2 separate regions of the Zea mays genome follow, and region 1 is linked to region 2. The links are chromatin contacts, called in public Hi-C maps. All regions are on one chromosome and are shown on one strand. The core of a region is the stretch at or near the end of the contact, and the rest is flanking DNA. Distances in the headings are between cores, read along the strand shown. Region 1 holds the start of LOC100274106 (argininosuccinate synthase). Region 2 holds the start of LOC100193697.

Region 1 (5,725 bases), core at 1,463-3,962, 600 kb before region 2:
GCCCTGCCTCCCTGCTCGCGCCCAGCCCCGAGTACCCTACTCGGCCCCGCCTGCAACAGCCCCTCCCTGCTCTCATCCTTCTCCCCTCCCCTGCTCTCATCCTCCCCTGACATGCTCTGATTTTGGTCCTTTGGAGACCAAAACTGGCAAGCAGTAGTGATGCTAATGCATCTTGTGAGGCCTGCTGCTACTAGATTTGCTACTACATTCCTAACCTAGAGGGAGATTGAGTAACACTTGTGTGCTTGCAGTTGTGGACATTGCATTCCACTTTAGTTGCTTTTGTGCTATGTTTGTGGTTGTGGACTACTGGACATTTCATTCCACTTTGTTTGTCATTGTCGACTTGATAGATGCTATTAGTTGAACGCTTGAACTTGTGTTATTGTGGTAGTGTGGTTGTGGACATGTTATATTGTTATGTGAAATTATGTTATATTGATATTTTCTCCATGTTGTTTAAAAGACGTTTTAAAGCTCGCTTAAACATTTTAATAAAGTCAAAAAGTACCCATGCGCGTTTCACCGTTTTATCGCTTTAATAACCTTGCCCTAAAGATTCTCAAGCCCTTCCATATCGTTCCCCCACCTTGGTGAACCCTGATGAGCTAAATTTTGGTGCTTCTGATAATAATATTGATGAGTTACATATTTCTTTTGATCAGTTACAGGTTCCTCCACGATATAACCTTCAAGACGTAGTACTATTTGTCCTAAAGAGAATTGTTGTTTTTCGCATGTGTGTGTTGTTGTTGATGAGCCATCCACTTATTAGGAAGCTTCTCTTAATCCAGAATGGGCAGCTAGCTATGTCTGAGGAAAATGCTATACTTGATCGTCAAGGCACTTGGGATGTTGTTCCATTGCCATCACACGCGGTGCCTATTACATCTAAGTGGGCATTCAAAGTTAAGACCAATTCAAAAGGCTCTACAGAGATACATAGGTTTTCAGCGGACTCAAGGTCTAGATTACAATGAGACATTTGCACCTGTTGCTCATATGACAATGGTTCATGCATTAGTTGCAATGGTTGCTTCTTCTTGGCCTATATCTCAAATGGATATCAAGAAAGCTTTTCTTCATGATTTGACTGAAGAAGTTTATATGCAACCACACCCGAGGTGTTGTTGCTCCTCTAGGATATGTTTTGTCGTCTTCGCGGTGCTTTATATGACCTTAAACAGGCACCTCGTGCTTGGCACGAGTGTTTTGTATCTATGATACGAACTACTAGTTTTTCACCTAGTGCTCATGATTCAGCTTTCTTTATTCATTTATCACTATGTGGTTGTACTTTGCTTCTTCTATATGTTAATGATATGCTAATTATGAGTGATGATGAGGATCACATTTCTCATGTGAAGCGAAGCAACAGCTTAGTGTTGAATATCAAACATCTGATTTGGGCCCTCTCAATTATTTCTTAGCCATTGAAGTCAAGCAATCTATCAAAGGATGCCATCTTTCTCAGTCTGAGTACGATCTTATTGCTCATTTAGGCATCATTGGTAACCGAGCGGCTGCAACGGCCATGGTTCTTCATTTACAACTTCATCCCACTGATGGTACACCACTTGAGGATCCCTCAAGATATCAACATATTGTTGGTAGTCTTGTTTATCGCATTGTTACCAGACCTGATATTGCTCTTGTGGTCCATATTTTGAGTATGTTTGTGTGTGCACTATTTTAATTCATTTTGGCCACTTACTCCGTGTGCTACTGTACTTATTGGGGACATCATCTCATTATTATTCTATTCTCCTGATTGTCTGCTTCAGCTTCATACTTACTCAAACTCCGCTTGGGCAAGTGACCCAACAGATAGTTGTTCCGTAACAGGGTACTGCATTCTTCATGTCTCTTCTCCCATTGTCTGGAAGACGAAGAAACAGTTTGTTGTTTCTAGTCCTAATATACAGGCCAAACTTCGAGCACTTGACACTATTACTGCAGAAACTACCTAATCTAATCCTCAGGCGATTCTAATTGCTCCTTACAAGCTTTGAATGAGACCGGTCTGGTTGATGCCTATGGTCTCTACCCATTGTTTGTAAAGTCCCCACCGAGAGCCCATTCAAGCAAGTAGAAGTTCTATTCCTAGAATGATTTACACTAAGACAGTAGAATTAGAAGTCCTAAATACTCAACCGCTGTTGAATCCTAGTCCAAGTAGGATCTGTACCTTGGCCATTGCGGACCTTGTTACGGTGGCGGTGAACCTGAACAGCCATCACGCCAGAAACAGAATTCGATGGGGCTCCAGCCTGGCATCCATATCAACGGTTGGCATGACTGCCGCTTTGTCATGACAAGTCGAAAACAGAGGGTGGCAAACCGTCGTTTTTACCTTGTGAATAAGGCAGGCTGAACTGAAGTCAGAACGGACACTAATTCCTGCAAGGCCACAGCAAAGAAGCCGTTAGAGCAGCAGCGTAAACACGTAACAAAGCCTAGAAACATCTAACGCGGCCATGTCAGTGACGGACTTGACGCCGGGATTCAACTAAACGCTTGTACGAAGATTTGGGATTTGGGAGTACATAAATCAGAAGAAGACGAATCCCTGGTCGCCTCGACGGGATTGGAGTGACACGCCGCGTCCATCGCGGCAAGGCGGATTGGGTTTGGTCGCTACTCCAATAGCGACGCGACGGAAAGTCGTGCACAGGTTAGAACAGAGTGAAGCGGGCAAGCAGGCGAGCCGCGGCTTACCGCAAGGTCCTCGCGCCGACGCCATTCCCGGAGAGGAGAAGCGGAAGGGGGCTCCGAGGGCGCGGGCTGGCGGCGGCCGCGCGGGTCGGACAAGAGTAGGACTACGGAGAGGTTTACCTACTGGGCTCTGCCGATGGAGTTCGGGGCTTTTTGATCAGCGGAGCCGCCGGTGCTATTGTAGGGCCGGACTGGGCCGGCAAGCCGTCGCCTGTTGATCGGTCGATCGCCGGTCTCTGAACCTTCACACCTCGGGCCTGTTTGCCTTAACCGCATCCAGGGATAGGCCCAAGGCCTGTAACTGGGTGTTTGATTACCGCGATCGCGTGAAGTCTAGCCACGATATAAAGAAGTATATAATGTACGTATAGAGATGGCGATGGAAGTCCAATTCTTAATTCCCCGTGGAAAATAATTTCTCTGTTAGGGTTTGTTAGATTTGCTCTCACGCCCGGTTTGGATCATTGGAACTGAATTTCATTCTAATAATAATAATTTTAGGCATATATCAATTAAGCTAATTCGGTTTTATGTAAAATATATTTATATACTATTATTATCAAATGTCGGAGATATTTATATGCTAGATATTTACTATAGAAGAGTGAGACGAAGAGTGTCATGTAAGTTACATAATAGAAACAAATTCTACTAATGCATAAAATCATTTCACATGGATTGTATAGAATTGGATGGGTTTACGTTCCAAATAAGTCAAAATCTTTTAATTTTTTTAATATCATTTAATCACATGGGATAAGAATAATTGAACAATGCATTAGGGGATGGAGAAGTTTCTTCCCCACGGGAATGTAAACGGGAAAATTCTCCCCCAACGGATAAGCGGGAACGGGGATGAGAAAGCATTCACCATCCTCGTTTCCCACGGGGACCCGTTAAACTTACGTGTGACGATATTTTTATGTAATAGCTAATGATAAAAATAAATAATTACATTGTCAAGAGATCACTCGTTGTACAAATGTGTTCATTTTAATGTACACATAATGATTTTTTACATCTAACAATATGAATAAGTGGCTGTAACATCCCTGGTGTTTACCTCCTGTTAAACTGTGCTTATGGACTCAAGCACAAAATATCGACAATAATAATGGTCTCTATGTTCTAATATTCACCTATCAAAATTTATTTATCTTTTTCATCTCTGTCTATCTGGCATGTTCTAACTGCTCCGCAAAGTCCGAACGTATTTGTTATGGAAATGGACGAGTCTGGTGATTATTTAAATTTCATTGATCACGAACATACGAATTTGGAAATTTAGTTCATCCCTTCGATTTCATCCCAAACAAATTTTTTGAGAAGTCGACGACTAAAATTTTAGGTGTAAAATAATTTAGTCACCTCTCGTCAATCGAGGCATCACGTCCGAGGATTTATAATTGAGATTTGATTCTCCAATAAATCATCTATGCCAGAAGGATCAGGTGTTCGAGTGGTAGATGAAAGTATCTGATTTTAACTTGTGTTGGACTCAGTTCGTACTAGTATAACCGATATCGTTTTGGTTCATCTTGTTTGTATCTCGTTCTAAACTCGAATTCCAGAACACTATCGTATATCCCTTTGACTACCGACAAAATCAGTCTCAAATATCAAGGCTGGTGTGATTTTGTTCGGTTTGATTGCATCTTGTTTTGATCTAAATCTTAGAACACGGATGTATACAGATTTTTGCATAAAAAGAAAAGCCAAAGAGAAATAAAAAGTAAGAAAATGGAAAAATCTGGAAAAAAAATCTTCAACGCTTATCCCACAACCGCCTCTATCCAGGATATTTTCCCCACATCATCCCCTTCAGGGCATGTTCGTTTGCAGGGGATTATTTCCCCCAGTGGATCTAATCCAGGGAGGGATTAAGTGAATCCCTCCCTTTCACTTAATTCCCTTGGGGGTTTAATCCCTCTATGGTTTAATCCCTGCCTCAAAATATTCATTCGGTTGATCCCTGCCATATACAACAGAATTCAACAAGGAAACAAAAGAAGCAAGTCCGGCAACAATTCAATACTTCTCTGAATTCTGAGAATTTCTTAGGCCCATCAATTTCATATTGATATATCACGTAAAATCTAAAATTTCATATGTATACATAGTGAAGCATATTTGTCAATTGATCAAGTAAAATACAAGGTATCACAATATATTGTACAGTTGCAATTATATCGCAGAAATGATTTGACAGGGAAAAAATACAAATATAAAAACTGAAAGACTGAAAGAAAACTACTGCTAGAAAATTGAAAGCATGTTGAATGCAAAAGCTTTTGCATGGGAAGGACTCGACTGCACTACTGATCCTCCAACTGGTTTCGAAAAACAACAGTATTGTATGTTTCAGAGGAGAAATCCATGAGGATTGGTGAAAAGAAGCTGCCCAGTACAACGTTTGCCAGATGTTCGATGAAACGCCGAAACCAATAATCGTCGTCGTCTCCGACTTCCGCAGCAGCAGCGTCGTTTCTGCCATGGAGCTCACGAGCGCTCCTTTCTCTCCGTTCGTTTCACCGTGGGCAATTTCTCCACGCTTCAAATCCGTGCAGCTCGCCCTCGCGTGTGCTCACCAGCTTCCTTGGCCGCGTCCGCCGAGCTCGCCAACACTCCAGCTCGTCGGACTCCAGCCACCTCTCTATGCCGCGCCTATTTCCCTGGTGGTCGGAGCTCACCCCTGTGTCAAATCCGCCGTCTTCAGTCGTCGACTAGCTCGCCTAGACGCCGGCCATGCTTCTCTGGTGATCGCTCCCTTGTCGTTTCCCATAGCCGTTGTGCGCCGCCATCCTGCTCGAGCTCTCCCTGCTCTGCGACGCCGAGGTCGTCCTCATCGTCTTCTTCCTTGCCAGCAAGCTCTACGAGTATGCCTCCACTAGCAGCTCCAACTCTATTGTCGGGAGCAGCAGCCATCGTAGTGTCTGGCCGCTGTTGAGGCTCCCCGGCCGATCTTTGGTGCTCAGCCTCGCCGTGCTGCTAGATCATAGTGCCATCGGCT
Region 2 (5,288 bases), core at 59-2,558:
TCAATTAAATCAGCGTAAAATGTTAAAAACGGTGCAGGAGGTGGGCTTTGAACCCATGTCCTGACGGAAGAAGGATATGAGACACTGGGTGAAGCTGTCTAACTAGTAAAACATCATGCTAAGATGTTTTTAATATTGAATATAAATTGTATATAAGTATATACGTTTTTTTTGTAAAATAAAAAAATAATCGTGTCGGGTTGGGCCAGCACTATGGGCCGAGGCTACAGCCCAAGCACGGCAAGACGTTCTTGGCTCTTGCAAACATTAGATCGTTTCTGAGACCACATTGACGCAATAGACTACATAGTGTTTGAGGTTGATGAATTGGATGGAGCAACAATGATTTGTCACACTAACAGCAAAATGAAAGGTTATTTGTTGGTTTTAAATGTTAGTAATTGGTATGAAGTAGCATAATTTATATGGAGCGCATCCATTTTTTATTGATGCCTGACTTTAGCAATCACTCCATATTTTGATATATCTTTTTTATAAGTTTGACTTCATAGGACTTATTTTAGAAACTTGATCTCACAAACTTTGTCTTATTTGATCTCTGTATGATGGAATTATGTCATTTTATAATCTGTGTCAGTCGTTGTGAACTCTTTTCTAATCGCTCACTTCATTGTCCTTGTTGTACCAAGACATATTGCATGGAGTAAACAATAACGTCAGTTAGCCAAATCAAAAAATATTATACAGAGAGCGGAGACATTTATGGATAGTTTACGTGAGTATTGTTGTAAGCCGTCGCAACGCACGGGCAACCGACTAATTACTCTAAATATTCTAGTTTCAACGTAAGCAATACTTCACTTTATCATTTTCATGTGGAGACTTGAGGTTATATTCTTATAGAATGTTTATTATTAGTCTTGGTAACTTATTTGTATTTTGTTGATTTTATGCAAAATAAATAAATAATACACACATCCTAAAAATTCATGAATTTTTAAAAAACGTGACATATGTACACGTATAATGCTAAATAAATATTTGGATTCAAGGAGTGGATAAATGATTATAAACATGATATGTGTAATGTCTTACACGTTATCCGATAAAAAATCTATTACCGACTAGTTCCATATTCGATATACATCTATCCGTATTTGAATTCAAATCCAAATAAAAATATAAAACAAATATAGTTCGAGTAATATACTTCCGTATTCAGAGTGATATACTTCCCTATTCGATCCGATCACGTACCTGCTGCCAGCCAGCCCTGCCGTACGGTAGGTTCCCACGCAGCACAGAACTGCCCACGCAGCACACCCCACTGCGCCACTCGCGTCGCACGGATCTCTCCTTCCCTCCAGGCTCCAGCTCCAAAGCCTCGTCGTCTTCTTCGCCCCGCCACCCGTCCTGCACACTCACAACTAGACATCGTACCACCCAGGTGATCTCGCGCGCCACTCCCTCCTTCCATCCCTTAGCCCCAGCTTTACTCTCCCCTCCCGCGCCCAGATCCCGAGGCTCCTACCCCTCGATCGCCGCCTTCCAGCGGCCGATCCGGCGCTGGCTCGCGGCCCCCGACAGGCACCCTACCCACCGACCGGATCTAGCCGCCGCGTGGTTTTTGAATTGAGCTCCCCTCGCGTCGCATGGCGCTGGCGCGGGCCGCGCGGGTTCCTCTCTGGGCTGCTGCCGGATCGACGGCGATGCTAGGGTTTAGGTGTGGTTCGTGTCTAGTTAGCTGAGTGGCGCGTACGCGTTTCGTTTTGTCTTGGGGAGCCAAGCGTGGCCCGAAATTTATCTGGAGCAGGTGCAGCAGCCTTTTGGAGTGACGGGCTTTGAGATTTCCAGTTTAGGGTTCGTTTTGGGTTGGTGGGAGCTCGGGTGTGTTATGGCCATTCTGTGCGTTATAACTGACATGCTTATAATTTCAAAAGTGTTTAGTTTGGTTAACTGCAGCTCATGGGAGCTGGAGGGACCTCATTCAGATGATCCGACATTTACTGCAGTTTCTATATTCATAGCAAGTATTCGTGCCGTGAGATCATTTGTATGTGGTTTAGGTCAAAGCTGTTTGTTTTTAAAACTAAAAAGCTTTAGGTACAAATTCCATGGCAGTCTTGTCTTGTGCATGTGTAAGGTTTTGGGTGACTATACAGTATACACGTTTAGAAAAAAATGTTTTCTGGGACTACCATATAGTTTTTATGCTGTATGGCGGAAGTGCCGAGTGTTATAGTTGGTGTGATAAAATACTCTGCAAAAATTGATGAAATTGAGCATTAATGAAGTTGTCTGTTTTGATGTAGCATAGAAAGTAATTGACAGGATTGCATATGATCCACGCTAGTTTATTCTGCGCTTTAAGTGAATAGGGATCAAGGATATCGTACACAACAGTTAAGTAGGATCACTTGTATCTGTCCTTTAATCTTTTAATTCTAAACATGATAAGGGTTTATGATATTGTTTTCTGAAAGTATAGTATATTTTGTCTTGAACAATTAAATTGGGTTTTCTTGCAAAGGATGCTACATTTTAGCTTACATTTGCTCTTCTTTTTGCCAATTCAGGTTTTGCTTTATGCTGGTTCATTTGTCTACGGACAATGGACTAGTTGCTGCACTGTTTCTGTGATTCACCATGGGAAGCAGTGGAGCAGATACACCGTCTAAGGTAAGCAAGGCATCTGCCCCTCAGGTTCTTGATGCTTGGCTTGTGGGCATTATCTTTGAAGTGAAAAAGATTACATGCTAAAAGTTTATCCTTCCCTGTAACAGGAGCAGCAGCCACCTGCTACCTCAGGTGCTGCAATACCACCTGTTTATCCAGATTGGTCTAGCTTCCAGGTGAGCGTGATTCCCCTCCTCCCCTCCAACCTAACTAACCCAACAACACTATGGGAGAAAGTAAATATGTATCTAAAAGTTGCAACTTTTGTTTCTATAGTAAATCTGTAGTCCCTACCATAAAATGATAGCAATCAACTCATTATAAGCATAATAGAAAGCAAAGACATACTAATTTTTGATTGCAATGTTGTGCGACTGATAATCAGAATGGGCATATATATTATATACTTCCCCTCTTTATTATGGGTCCATAATGAAGTGTTTCTGGTAGTGTTTCTAGTCCTACCAGGGATCTGCCGAAGGGAGTATGGGTGAGGGGAGGAGTAGGCCGGGCTACGACCTGGAGGTGGTGCTGGTGGCTGCCTCTTGGGCGCCGTAGTTGCAGGGAACGACGCACAGGGATGTGGGTTCCAGCTTCCGTGAGGAAGCTGGCAGAAGATATCTGCTATTGCTGGCCTTCTCTTGATTACAAAGTCCTAATTATATAGGCCTAAGGCCAACTGACTACTCCACAATACTAGGAGACTTATCCAACTAAACTACTCCATAATATTAGGAGATAAACTGCACCAACCGACTACTCCACAATACTAGGAGACTTCTCCAACTAAACTACTACATAATATTAGGAGATAAACTGCTAAGACTTATCCAACTAAACTGATTACTTATCTCCTGATCTCCTGTGCCTACTTTGGTGGGTCTAGTCGCCTTCTGGTAGACCAGGCTGGTCATAAGATCTCTCCCCACCTGCTGAAACAACCCGTCCTTGAGCCGAAAATTGGGTTATGTAGAGCGGAAGGCATCCAGTGGCTCCTCCACGACCTCGTCCACAGACTCGAAGTCGTCCGACTCCAAGTAGAAAAGCCGCTTGCACTGATGGCCACTGATGAATGGCTCGTCACAGTTGAAGCACAACCTTTGACGGCGACGCTCCTACTGCTCTGCTGGCGTGAGGCGACAGAACTGTTGGATTGACGGCAGGGCCGTCGTGGTCGGCTGTGCAGCGCCTCCAGGTGCTACAGTGGGCTGGAGAGGCAACGGTCGCGCCGGTTGCTGGGGGCCTGACGGGAGCATTGCCATGATGCTGTTGGCGCGCAGCTCGAATGCTCGAGCCAAGTACACCGCCGTCGGAAGGTCTTGCGGTGCGCGCATCGCCACGTCGACGCGGATTTGGTCCGGAAGGCCTCCCACGAAGAGCTCCGCCTTCTAGACAGCGTCAAGATTGCGCGTGTGGCACAGAACGACGTTGAACCGCTCCGTGAATTCCTGCACCGTCGAACGGAATTGAAGCCGACCGAGTTCCGCAAGGCACGAATCCCGAACAGGTTGCCCAAATTGCATATGGCATAGCTCCTTGAAGTGCTCCCATGTCGGCATCCCGACGTCTTGCACGAGGGTGTAGTACCATGTTTGAGCCGTGCCCCGGAGGTGATAGGATGCTAGCCACGTCTGGTCGGAGGCCAACGTCTTTTGGCTGCAGAAGAACTGGTTGCAGTGATTGAGCCAGTTCAAGGGATCCACCGAGCCGTCGTACGTCGTGAACTCGAGCTTGTAGAACTTTGGCGGCATCGGATCGTGATCCATTGCAGATCCCAACTGTTCCTGGGATCGGCTGGAGGAGGCGCCCCTGGAGGGGGAGAAAAGGGTCCCATCCACCCTCCGTACCGAGCGCCCGGTGGCTGCGCGCCGCCACAAGGCCCGAGGGCAGTAGTAGGCGCCGGCGGCTGCGGTACTGCTGTGGTGATCGATGTTGTTGACGAGTATTAGATCGGCGGCAGATCGGATCCCAGCGCCCATGCCGGAATTTGAGACGGCGATCGCGAAAAGTGCAACTGGTGGATTGGTACGCTCGGCGGCTGGGTGGACGCCGGGGTGGCTGTTAGGGCCGGCTGTGACAATGATGACAGAGCCGCTACGGCCTCGGATGGCAAAGACAGGGATGATGGCGGGTGGGAGCCCATCATGACGGCCTTCAACGTGGCTACGTCAGACTACAACGCCATCATCTGGGCTTGTATGGCTCCCAGATTGTTGGAGAAGTGGAGAACGGACGACGTCAGCTGCTCGTTTGTCATTGTGGGAAGGGCGGTGGACACATCGGAGGTGGGCCGGATGAGTGCGTTGGTGGTGGTGCTGGGCAACGGTTGGGTGGAGGTGGACAGGGAGGCGATTGTGGCTGGTGGCAGCGGCTGGGTGGAAGAGCGCAGGGAGGTGGTTGGGGCTGGTGGTGGGTAATTCATGGTGGCCGGAAGATCAGAGTCTCTGGATACCAAATTAGTAGTGTTTCTAGTCCTACCAGGGATCTACCAAAGGGAGTATGGGTGAGGGATGGAGCAGGCCGGGCTACGGCCTAGAGGTGCTGGTGGCAGCCTCTTGGGCGCCGTAGTCGCAGGGAACGACGCACAGGGATGTGGATTCCAGCTCCCGCGAGGAAGCTGGCAGAAGATATCTACTATTGTTTGCCTTCTC

What was found. Hi-C and Micro-C count contacts between places; a contact is called where the count stands out from the background.
Region 1: a Hi-C map of endosperm shows a contact between it and region 2, with 2.0 times the contacts expected there. The contact joins the promoter of LOC100274106 here to the promoter of LOC100193697 in region 2. A contact is called at or near these places in 2 of 25 Hi-C or Micro-C datasets (ear and endosperm).

What each region holds. Positions count from the first base shown.
Region 1 is chr10:39,324,478-39,330,202 of Zm-B73-REFERENCE-NAM-5.0, reverse strand. It overlaps LOC100274106 (argininosuccinate synthase), which reads right to left and starts at 2,712. Exons shown (of 10, transcript NM_001148485.1): 1 at 2,547-2,712; 2 at 2,354-2,400; 3 at 2,189-2,270. The coding sequence starts at 2,237.
Region 2 is chr10:38,724,021-38,729,308 of Zm-B73-REFERENCE-NAM-5.0, reverse strand. LOC100193697 reads left to right here and starts at 1,308. Exons shown (of 13, transcript NM_001138789.1): 1 at 1,308-1,408; 2 at 2,538-2,640; 3 at 2,745-2,813. The coding sequence starts at 2,608.